Linked DNA regions of Sus scrofa: region 2 is linked to region 1. Evidence: chromatin contacts called from public Hi-C data. All regions are on one chromosome and are shown on one strand. Each heading gives the region's core, a stretch centred on a gene start, on an enhancer-like site or on the middle of the called end of the contact. The rest is flanking DNA. Distances are from core to core; before and after follow the strand shown. Region 1 holds the start of SNTB1 (beta-1-syntrophin). Region 2 overlaps SNTB1 (beta-1-syntrophin).

Region 1 (5,173 bases), core at 2,645-5,144:
TCTATAACACATACCCCCGCCAAAAGCAGAATAAAAATTTAAACATAGAAACTCTAGTAAAAGAAGAGGAAAGGTGTGTCCCTTAGGAGGGGCAATTCCATCTTCATTTGAATTGTAAAAATAACTCATCACAGCAGGCATTTGATAAATCCCCCCCCTTTTCTTAAATTCTTAGAGTGCTCTTCCATACCAAAGCCCCTTAAGTCAGCATTCCCTTATTCCTATTTTTCAGAAGACATCGAGGCTCTGGGAGGTTAAGATCCTTCTGTGGCCAAATCTAAGACTAGAACGCAGGCACAGAAATTTGCTGGGCAGGGTTTCACGTCACAAGATGTTCCATTATTAGAAGCAGTCATTCTCCACTAGGGGGCGCATGTCACGTAATGAGGGGTGTATTGTTAGCAATTGAGGGACTGAACTAGTCTCTATCCGCCCCTAAAATAACAAACCAACTAAAAAAAAGCAATCTAAGGGAAAAAAAAACAGCGTCTTTGCCCTATAAATGTATCTTTAATGCATCTCCTTTAATTCTCTCGTCCAACTGGATTGCATCTTCAAAGCCCTTCCTATGTAGAAATTCTGGAATCAAGATGGCATATCAGTGCAGGACCAAATAGATGTGTGATTTTAAAAAGCCTTTCCTGTGGTTCTGAAAAGCCCCTTTGGGCTGGGAATCCCTGCACTGGGCCAACCTACAAAAGAGAGGGTATTTGCAGGTGATTTGATGATATATGATCACTCCCAGCGCATTTAGAACCAATACTTCTCAGAAGAAGAGACACTGTTTTGAAGGGGGGAGGGGAGATCTACTGGTTTATCCTAATAGCAGTTGATTTCTGAAGACTTGGGCTGGAAATAAGACTGCAGCCCCAAGCCCATAGCTTCACATCTAGGAAACCCAGAGGTCTTCCCCTAGAGGTCCTGCCTGGAACACATAACAGTCCATTGTAAGGATGTTATGTTTAAGAGGTTTTAATGAAACTCACTTTTCAGTTGCTGCACCAATACCGTCAGATGATTGCTTGAAAAATTTTTTTTCTTTTGTCTAAGTTTACTTTCAACTGTAGGGAGTCACATTTTCTTCCTCTTTTGGGGTGAGAGAGTTGGTTAATTTTTTTAAACCCCTTTGCTAAGTCATTATTCATTAAATTGAAACTTAGAAGAAGGGACACAATGAGGGGCAGTGCCTGAAACAGAAATGACCTGCCTTTTGTGCCCCCTGATATTTTGCAGTAAATATTGCAAGCTGAGCAGGTGTCTAGCTGTGTATAGTCCAAACTACACTTGCTTCAGATCCCACCTGCCCCTTGTCACACAGGCCAACCCACACTTGAATCAAGAAAACTTTTTTCTGTTTACTATGTTAATCATCAAGCCAAAGCAAATAGCCTTCTACTTTCTGGATCCCAGGTGGCAATTAAATATGAAGACATCACAAATCCTCTAGACAAATAAGGGGGTAAAAAAAAAATCCCTTCTGTATTCTAGGCCAGGAGGTGGGCCATCACATACCACAGAATTGCATCAGCTGTTGCAGGGAACAGAGTCCCTTTCCCAACTTTGAACTTTCTGTTTCACACACCAGCATCTAAGCAGGAAACTGACTTAAGTTCTCAGTTTAGATCAACCACCACTTACAAGTCTCAGTTGAAACAGTCAGTTTCAATGGCCATGGGTTCATTTCTTCCTTGACTCAGCACATATGTCATGGAGTTCAAGGGAGATGACCCATAACCAAATATAGGACCCCCCAGACAACTCAATCCACATTGGCGGGAGGCTGAGTAAATAGATATTTACATGATGTTAGTGCTGCCAGAGGTGTGTACAAAGCTAGGTAAGGGGGCAGAGAGGCAGACAGCAAGTGAAAATGGCAGCTGTAGTGGAAAAGGAGAACGCATTACCCCTTACTCGCCTACTGCCCTTCTCCCTACACAACACCACACAGCCGCCAACGGGTACAAAAGGTGCTACTCATTCTATTCACATTTGGTAACTAGGGGAATGGACACATCAGATCTTAAGAGAGTAGTTTCTTAGACACCTCGCAGGCAAGGAAAACTGTTTACAAATGCAAAGTTGTTTCCACACCACAACTCTGAGGGGGGGGGGAAACACTGGGAAAATGCAGGCAGAAAAGCCACCTCACCAGCCCTCCGCCCAAAGCAACCTGGAATCCAGACTGACCGGCCAAACACCTGGCAGCATAAGTGAACTTTTGCATAAAGCTGCAACACACTCCCCAGCCGTTGGCACAACGCCCCAGCCAGAAGGCCAGTTTCCAGTTTGAAAGGGCAGTCGGGAAGGGTGGTGGGAGTTTTAGCACGCACACATTACCACCCCTCTCTGGCCCTTCTGAGCTTCGACCCTTTTAGCTGGGCTGCCCAGGCTTCAGAGAAGAAAACTGCCAAAGCAGAAAACTGTCAGAGTTGCGATTACTCAGTGAGCTGGCTTTGTAACGTGGACGTGCCCCCTTCATGGCCAGTTCTACTTGGGGCCCCTAAGCTACGCTTAGATTTGGCTCCCGTAAAACTGAGACTACGTGAACTACGCCTCCGACCCCGTGCTCTGCACAGAACACGAACTCAAGAAACCCTGCTCACCGAGACTTTGCCTACACCTCTGCTGGGTCAACGCCTCGCAGGTGGGGACAAGTGGCCCCCAAGTGGGTCAAAGTTGTCAAAACTCCGCCACCCGCGCCCGGCGGTCCCCTGGGGTGTGGCGGCACGTGGGTGGGTGTGAGGATGCGGCGGGAGGAGGCGGTTGGGGTGTGCGTATCCCAGGCAGCCCGCGCAGCGTTAACCCCTCACCTTCCAGCAGCACTTCCTTGCCAGCGCGCTTCAGCGCCTGCACCGCCTCGTCGTGGGTGGCGTCCCGCAGGTCGGCCCCGTTCACAGACAGGATGGCGTCGCCCACGTACAGGGCTTGGGTCTGGTCCGCCGCCAGCCCCTTGAAGATCTTGCTGATGAGGATGGGCATCTTGTTCTCCTTGCCCCCCTTGATGCTGATGCCCAGCCCGCCCAGCTCCTGCTTCAGCACCTTCACGCCGCGCTTCTGGTTAGAGATGGACTCGGGCACCTGCTCCGGCAGGTCGGTGAAGGCGGTGCGGACCCCGGCGGGAGAGTCCGGGGGCTGCGCGCCGCCTGCGCCTGGGTGCCCGGGGCCGGCGCCCCTGCAGAACGAGCCATTGGTGGCGGTCCCGATGCCGTTGTACGCCGCAGCGCCTTCCTCGCAGCTCAGAACCAGGGCGTCTTCGCTCAAGTTCACCAGAACTTTGTGCCAGCGATCCCGCACCAAAACTTCCAGCAGCCCGCTCCGCTGCGCCCGGCCGCCTCCCCCGCCGGCCGGCCCCGCTGCCACTGCCGCTGCCGCCGCCGCTGCTACCGCCATCTTTCCGGCATTCTTAAAATGCCGTGCGATTGCAAAAGGGGGGAAAAGTGGGGAAGGGTTGCTCGGGGAGCGAGGAGAGCGCGCCCGGCAGGGAGGAGGCGGGACGCGGGACTCCGCTCCGCGACTTCGCTGGAGCGCCCGGCGCGAGTTGGCAGCCGCAGTCGGCAGCTTCCCCCTGGCCTGATCCCGGGCGGGGTGGAGCTACCTAAAAGAAGAAGGAGAGACAGAAACAGTGGAGGGGGGCAGCCAGCTGCCAGTTGCAAAACCCCAAACCCAAGGGAAGCCGCGAAACAGCTAAGCGCGGGGGAGGTTCGGAGGGGGAGTCCCTCGCCGGGAAGGGCGGGGACCCAGCGCCTGGCGGCCGCTCACCTGTTCCAGCCGCCGCAGCCTCGGCGGTCACACGCCGCGCGTCCTCTCAGACCCTCCCCGCCTCCGTGCTCTGAGCGCACGTCGCCGCAGGGACAGCTTCCCTCCACCCCGCCCCCAGCCGTCTCTCGTCCACTCACCCTTCTCCCTCGGCGCCTATTCCGCACCCCGCACGGTCTGGGTGTCCTGCCTTGGTCCGCTCACTGGATGCTCTGAAGCCCCCTATCACACCCTCTGTCGAACGGTCTCTCCGCCCTAACCCCTAATTGGGTCTAGTCTCTTCACTCTGGCTTCCAAAAGCCAAGTCTTGGCTTCGGTTCTTACCTGTCTCTCCTTTCCGCAGAGGCTCTCAGGTGGGCTCAGACCAGACGGACAGCCTGGGTTCCCTGAAAGGCAAGAGGGAAGGTTGTCCCAGGAACCCAGGATGAAATGTCAGCATAACCCCAGTGCAGGGAAACTTCTCCTTAAATGCAGGACATCTTTTCTGCTAGGTCTCTGAAGAGGTGTCTCTATGGCTGCGGTTTTCAGCAGGTCACTGTTGGCCCCAGACCCCAGGGACAATTTTTCTTCCTGCCCTAGTACATTACATGCTCTCTGCTCCTGATCTATCCTCTCCCGCCCCAGCAATGCCACGCCAAATGCTTCCTGGGACTTTGTCTGTCTTCCCTGGGTCCAATAGAAAAAAGTCCACTATTTAAGAACTCGGTTGCAATGGATTGTTATCTCAGAAGTTCCTTTCTGAGTGACTTGGAACTCAAGCTGCTTTTTCCTGGGAAACGATATTATAAATTATTGGTTATCTTCCCAGGCCAATCCAGAAGTGCCAACACATGTCTTAGATGAATCTCCCAGAATCCTCCTGGTCCTGGAAACTCTCAGGGGTCCTCCACCCTATGCACATCTCAGGGAGCTCTGGAAGTGTTTCATTCATCTCATCTACCTTCCTTTCCACTTCTTTCTGTGCTTTCTTTGAAACCAAACCAAACCCAAATTCACAAATCAGAGAATTCCTAAAGGTAAATGCAACCCAGCAAGGTGTCAGGAGGAAAGAAATCTTATTGAACACATTGCCACTGAGCTGATGAACAGCATCATTGAAAGTTCTCTAACCCTTCTCAAATGACTCACATTTTTAATTGTGAATGTTTAAAAACACAGAGCAATTCCCAATCTCCAGAGCCTGGGTGGTTGGTATTCCAGGCAGGTGCCAGAAATGAAATGAAAACATTTGGATTTTTCTTTCTTTCTTTTTTTTTTTTTTTATAAGTCACTACAGGTAGGTCATGAGAAACTCTTAGGTTTATACTTCTACTTACAGAATCCTTATTGCCTATATTTCTAACCAGTGTTCCGGAAGCTCTTTATTCATTCAGGTAAAGGTACCCAGGGACAGCAGTACCAGGATCAGTCAAGGAGC
Region 2 (5,237 bases), core at 2,585-5,084, 170 kb before region 1:
ATGAGACTTTAAATTCATATTTTCCATCCAAATCTTTCCTTTTGAGATTCTTTGCAAGGTTGGACCACTGGTTCTGAGTCCACTGACCTCAAACGCATCTAATTAATCACAGGAAGACTTGGACAGTTATTTAACCCAATAGGTAGATGTTTTGCCTTGCACTTTTTCTGTATGGATCGCTATTTGATTTTGAAACATCTCACTTTGTAGTTTCCTTCCTCGACCATCCAGCTTATAAACTACTTGAGGAAGAGGACTGTGTTTTGCATTTGTAGCCCACTTATGGCCTTGGGCAGGGCTGACTCTCCACAAGCAGGTGATCTAAATTTCCTGAATTTTCTTGATAATGCTAAACAGAGTACAAAAGAAATGAACGCTGGTTGTTCTTAGTGTTATCCACCGCCGAGCTTGGTTCACCCTCAATTTTAGCCACTTGTTTGGCCCGTTACCAAAGCGTGGGGACAAGAAAGAAGTAGCAAAATCAAAAGTTATCAAATGGCAATTGGAAATTATAGGAAAAAAAATCAAAAAAGAAACTGGAACTATTAAATTACTTTTGAATATTTATTGTTGTTTTTTAATGCTTCCTATGCAAATCTGTGCAGAAAATTAAATGTGGGAAAGAATACTTACTTTAGACATAAGGTGAGAGGAAGCCAATTCACAGAGCTACTAAAAAGGCAGTGCCAGAGAGGTGGTAAGTTTCTTTTTTTGAGTTGGCTGGAAGTACTACTAGAATTTTTTTTTTCCCTCTATTAGTGAGATTGTTTGCTTCTTATGTAGAAAACATCTACCTCAGGTTGAGCTCAAATATTGTCTGTGTGGAGCCTTCTACGAGTCCCTCCAGTCAATCACTGAGTTTCCATTTGATTTCAGTCACCTCCCCTGTAGCACATATGGTGTCTGTAGTTAACTGCTAACATTTAACTCCAGTACTGGACAGAGCACACTCCAGGAAAGTGACCATGTTTATGTCCCCAGTTTGTATAGTGGTCTTGATGATGATGGTGATAATGAAGATGATGATAGCAGTAATTATTATTATTATCATTATGGGCACACAGGCAGCATGTGAAAGTTCCTTGGCCAGGGACTGAGTCTAAGCCACAGCTGCAAACTATGCCAAAGCTGTGGCAATGCTGGATCTTTAATTGTGCTGGGCTGGGGATTGAACCCACACCTCTGCAGTGATCTGAGCCACTGTAGTCAGATTCTTTTTTTTTGGTCTTTTTGTCTTTTTGCCATTTCTTGGGCTGCTCCTATGGCATATGGAGGCTCCCAGGCTAGGGGTTGAATCAGAGCTGTAGCCATTGGCCTCCGCCACAGCCATAGCAACACGGGATCTGAGCCTTGTCTGCGACCCACACCACAGATCACAGCAACACTGGATCCTTAACCCACTGAGCAAGGCCAGGGATCGAATGGGCAACCTCATGGTTCCTAGTTGGATTCGCTAACCACTGAGCCACGATGGGAACTCCTGTAGTCAGATTCTTAACCCACTGTGCCACAGCTGGGACTCCAAAAACTATTGTTATTAACAAGATCTCATTATATCACACATTGCTACTATCTGAATGTCTGTCTCCCCAAAATTTGCATGTTGAAATCCAAATTCTGGTTGAATTAGGAGATGGAGACTTCTGAGGTGATTCCATGATAAAGGCAGAGGTCTCCTGATGAGGGTTTTCCGTCCTATGAAAGCCACCCCACAGAGACCCCTCCCGCTTCTGTCCAGCGAGGCTACAAGGAGAAGTTTGTGACTTGGAAGCGGGTCCCCGCCTGACAAAACTGGCACCCTAGTCTCGGCCCTCTAGTCTCCAGAACTGTGAGAAAGACATTTCTGTTGTTCTCAAGCCACCCTGTCTGTGGTATTTTGCCCAGTGGCCCGAATGGACTAAGATGGATGTTGTGGTGAGCACTTTGCACACAGTATATCATTGAGTCTTCACAAAACCTTTGCAAAGTTGTTACTATACCCCTTTCACAGATAAGAAAACCAGAGCTTAGAAATGTGAAGGTGGGTGGCCTGGGCATGCAGCTGGAAGGTCACACACCAGGCAGACGACTGCCATAGTCCTTGCTCTCCTCATCATGGTGGACAGTGGTGGCTACTGAAGTCTACTGTGCGTCAGAACCTCTGCGGAGCTCGCTGAAAATGCAGATTTCCAGCCCCCTCCACCCACCGGGTGATCCCGATTTGGTGGGTTTGGGCTAAGACCCCTGAACTTGCATTTTTAATCAGCAGCATCCTCTCTCCAGGCAATTCTTTTTTTTCTTTTTTCTTTTTCTTTTTTCTTTTTAGGGCCGCACCCACGGCATATGGAGATTCTCAGGCTAGGGGTCCAATCGGAGCCATAGCTGCCAGCCTATGCCACAGCCACAGCAATGCCAGATCCAAGCCGTGTCTGAGACCTACACCACCGCTCATGGCAACACCACATCCTTAACCTCACTGAGCGAGGCCAGGGATCAAACCTGCAACCTCATGGTTCCAGTTGGATTCGTTTCCACTGGGCCACGATGGGAACTCCCTCTCCAGGAAAGTCTGATGAAATTTCTTACAAAACTCTTGCGAAACACTCCAGCACTGCTGCTTGTGCACCAGAGGCTCAGGGATGGTAAACAAGTAAATATAACATGTATGGGCATTTATACAAGAGAAACACATGACTTTCTTTGTATCTGTTTCTTCCAGAGTAAAGAGGGAGAATCACAATGGTGAGACTGATTTTAGAACCACTATGTCAAACACAGTCAAATGGGTTTCTTTATATCAAGACATCTCAGAGCCTTTAATACAGCCTTTAAATTTTGTATAATATTTAATACAGAATATTTAATAATATATAATATTTAAGGCAATGTATAGCATTTTTTCAATGTTATTTGGTCATAGATTCCATTTCTCCTTCATTTCCTATCATGTTACTCCTTTTAAACTGTATTAACAGTTTGGAAAGCAGTCTGGGAAATAATCATAATAGCTTGCATTTGTATGGTGCTCTACGGTTTACAAAGAGCTTACACATGCATCAGGGTTGGATGCGAGAGCTCAAAGAAACTGTCAGTGGTTTGTCCAAGAAGAAAGAGCTCATAGGAACAGAGTAAGGATTAGAACTGGGTTTTTTGAGCTTGATGTTCACTGTTTATCCACTCTCATATTGCAGGTAAGGGAAGCAGTGCAATGAAGTGCAAAGTCATTTACTGCTCTTTCTTCTCTTTTCTTTCCTTCTTTTTTTTCCCCCTCTTTGGTTACCCTGCAGCACATGGGGAATGCTCATGCCTGGCTGGGGATCAGTCAGATCAGAGCCGCAATCAAAACCGAAGCCACGTCTACGGCAACACCAGATCCTTAACCCACTGCACTGGACCAAAGGTGGAACCTGCATCCCAGCACTGTCCAGACGCCACCGACCCTGCTGTCCCACAATGGGAACTCCACCATTTACCTTTCTTTGCCTCAGTTTCCTTATCTGTAAAATAAGGCAGTTGGAACAAATTTGAAAGGGATGCCTTATCCAAAAAATTAAATAACTATCTTTTTCAGCATGGCTGGATTTGCAATCAATTTTTTCAAGTCCTTAACCAGTTCAAATGATCTGCCTTGAACTAGGAATCAGTAGCAGTGGCTGAGCACTCTGGGTGCAATAAAAAATTAGTCACAATTCCTTCTCTGGCATATTATGTCTCCCAGAATGTGCTGCTAGAAATTTTTGTACACAACTATCTCCTAAGGCCACAGAAGCATGCCCTTTTGTACCCCAGCACTGGCCTGCCATCTCTTGAAAAAGCAAACAAAAAAAGAGACAACACAGCACTGCCTTGGAATGTCACCAATGTCCTTGTGGTCAGTGCCACATGGCCAGGCCCGAAGGTCTTAAGTCTATTGTTAGTCAACAGCAGGGCTGGAAGTCAGCTTCCCTTTAGTAATAAAAGCTATTACCTGACTCTTTAAACATTTCAACTTTCTTCCCTATTTCACAGTTCATAAAGCACCTCTCTGATGTACAGGGTGTTTGTTTTTTATTATTTAAGAGAAGATATAAGACAGCATGTTTTGCCACCTCTTGATGGCTTATTACTTCCTATGAGCGAATAAACAGTCATTCTGCAGCACAGCTTTCCTAATTGCTCACGTCTGTTAAGACATCAGTGCACTGGGTGTCTCACTGCCCTCCTTCCAACCCCACCTCGTTGTGTGTCCAACAAGAGCACTGCCAGAGCCCCTGGTTAATACCTACACCCTGCAACTCATTAGGTGCTCATTAGTATCAGAGCCTAGAAGCAACATGATGGATTCCACAATATGTTGGAGCTTGGGTTGGTGTCTCAGCTGAGGACGCCTCAGATGCACAGGTCAGCAACTTGGCAGCGGCTCCACGGCCCACGCTGAGCACATGGCGCTCCACGTAGCCACTGGGGAGGACGACAAATATGGGGCCTCATTAAAAATTGAGAGAAGGAGGGAAAAAAATCCTTTTGCAGGACCCATGAGGCTTCATGGTTATCGATTTGCCCTTCCACTCACATGAAGAATTTATCACCAAAATAAGAGAGCCCTGAACATCCAAGCAGCATCACCATATTTCCAGGAATCAAATACCATGCATCAGGGATCCAAGTGAAAGTTTTAAGCATGTCTCTTTAAATGGTTATTTTTATCCTCTGAATAACACAAGCTGGTTCAAATCTAATGGAGGTAAAGTGAGTATATATTTCTCCTTCCTTCTTTCCTGTTTTCTTCTTTCCTTCCTACTAACTTCTTCCTTAAATGGATATAGTAATGAACAGCTCTTTAAAAACTGTTCTTCCCAAATTTCAGTCTCTCAGATCATCCCCCCCTGTAATGCGTCATTTGGCACATAAGTACTGTTCACACACCTCCTTTTCTTGGAGGACAACAAACCCTAGTAGGAGCAAAAAAAAAAAAAAAAAAAGTATCAGAAAAGGAAGACTGCCTCAGGTCTCCAAATATGTCATGTTTCAAAGTCATTATTTAATAGGACATTTTAGGTAGGACTGTCATGCTATTATTACTAACAGTTTCCCTTTCTTTCCTTTTTTTTTTGCTGCACCCGAAGCCATGTGCAAGTTCCCGGGCCAGGGATCGAACCCACGCCACAGCAGTGACAACATAGGATCCTGAGCCCCTTCCCTTTCTTTAAGAGTGGAACTAGGAGGTAAAGACTAGCAGCAGTTGGTATTTTAGAGATGATTACCTGATCCTACATGGG

Evidence for each region. Hi-C and Micro-C count contacts between places; a contact is called where the count stands out from the background.
Region 2: a Hi-C map of liver shows a contact between it and region 1, with 1.9 times the contacts expected there. The contact joins the enhancer-like site here to the promoter of SNTB1 in region 1. A contact is called at or near these places in 2 of 5 promoter capture datasets (fetal skeletal muscle and liver), 5 of 47 Hi-C or Micro-C datasets (alveolar macrophages, liver and skeletal muscle) and 1 of 2 datasets of contacts at active chromatin or transcription factors (skeletal muscle).

The regions. Positions count from the first base shown.
Region 1 is chr4:18,287,477-18,292,649 of Sscrofa11.1, reverse strand. SNTB1 (beta-1-syntrophin) reads right to left here and starts at 3,894. Exons shown (of 8, transcript XM_021088981.1): 1 at 3,760-3,894; 2 at 2,811-3,595. The coding sequence starts at 3,390.
Region 2 is chr4:18,458,433-18,463,669 of Sscrofa11.1, reverse strand. The region is part of intron 4 of SNTB1 (beta-1-syntrophin); the gene reads right to left. Among named protein-coding and RNA genes, the nearest start is that of MTBP, 150 kb to the left of the region's middle. Within about 2 kb of position 3,834, at least 4 of the 83 cell types and tissues checked have an H3K27ac peak or open chromatin away from gene starts, as enhancers often do. A contact at or near this core is called in liver, where this site is marked.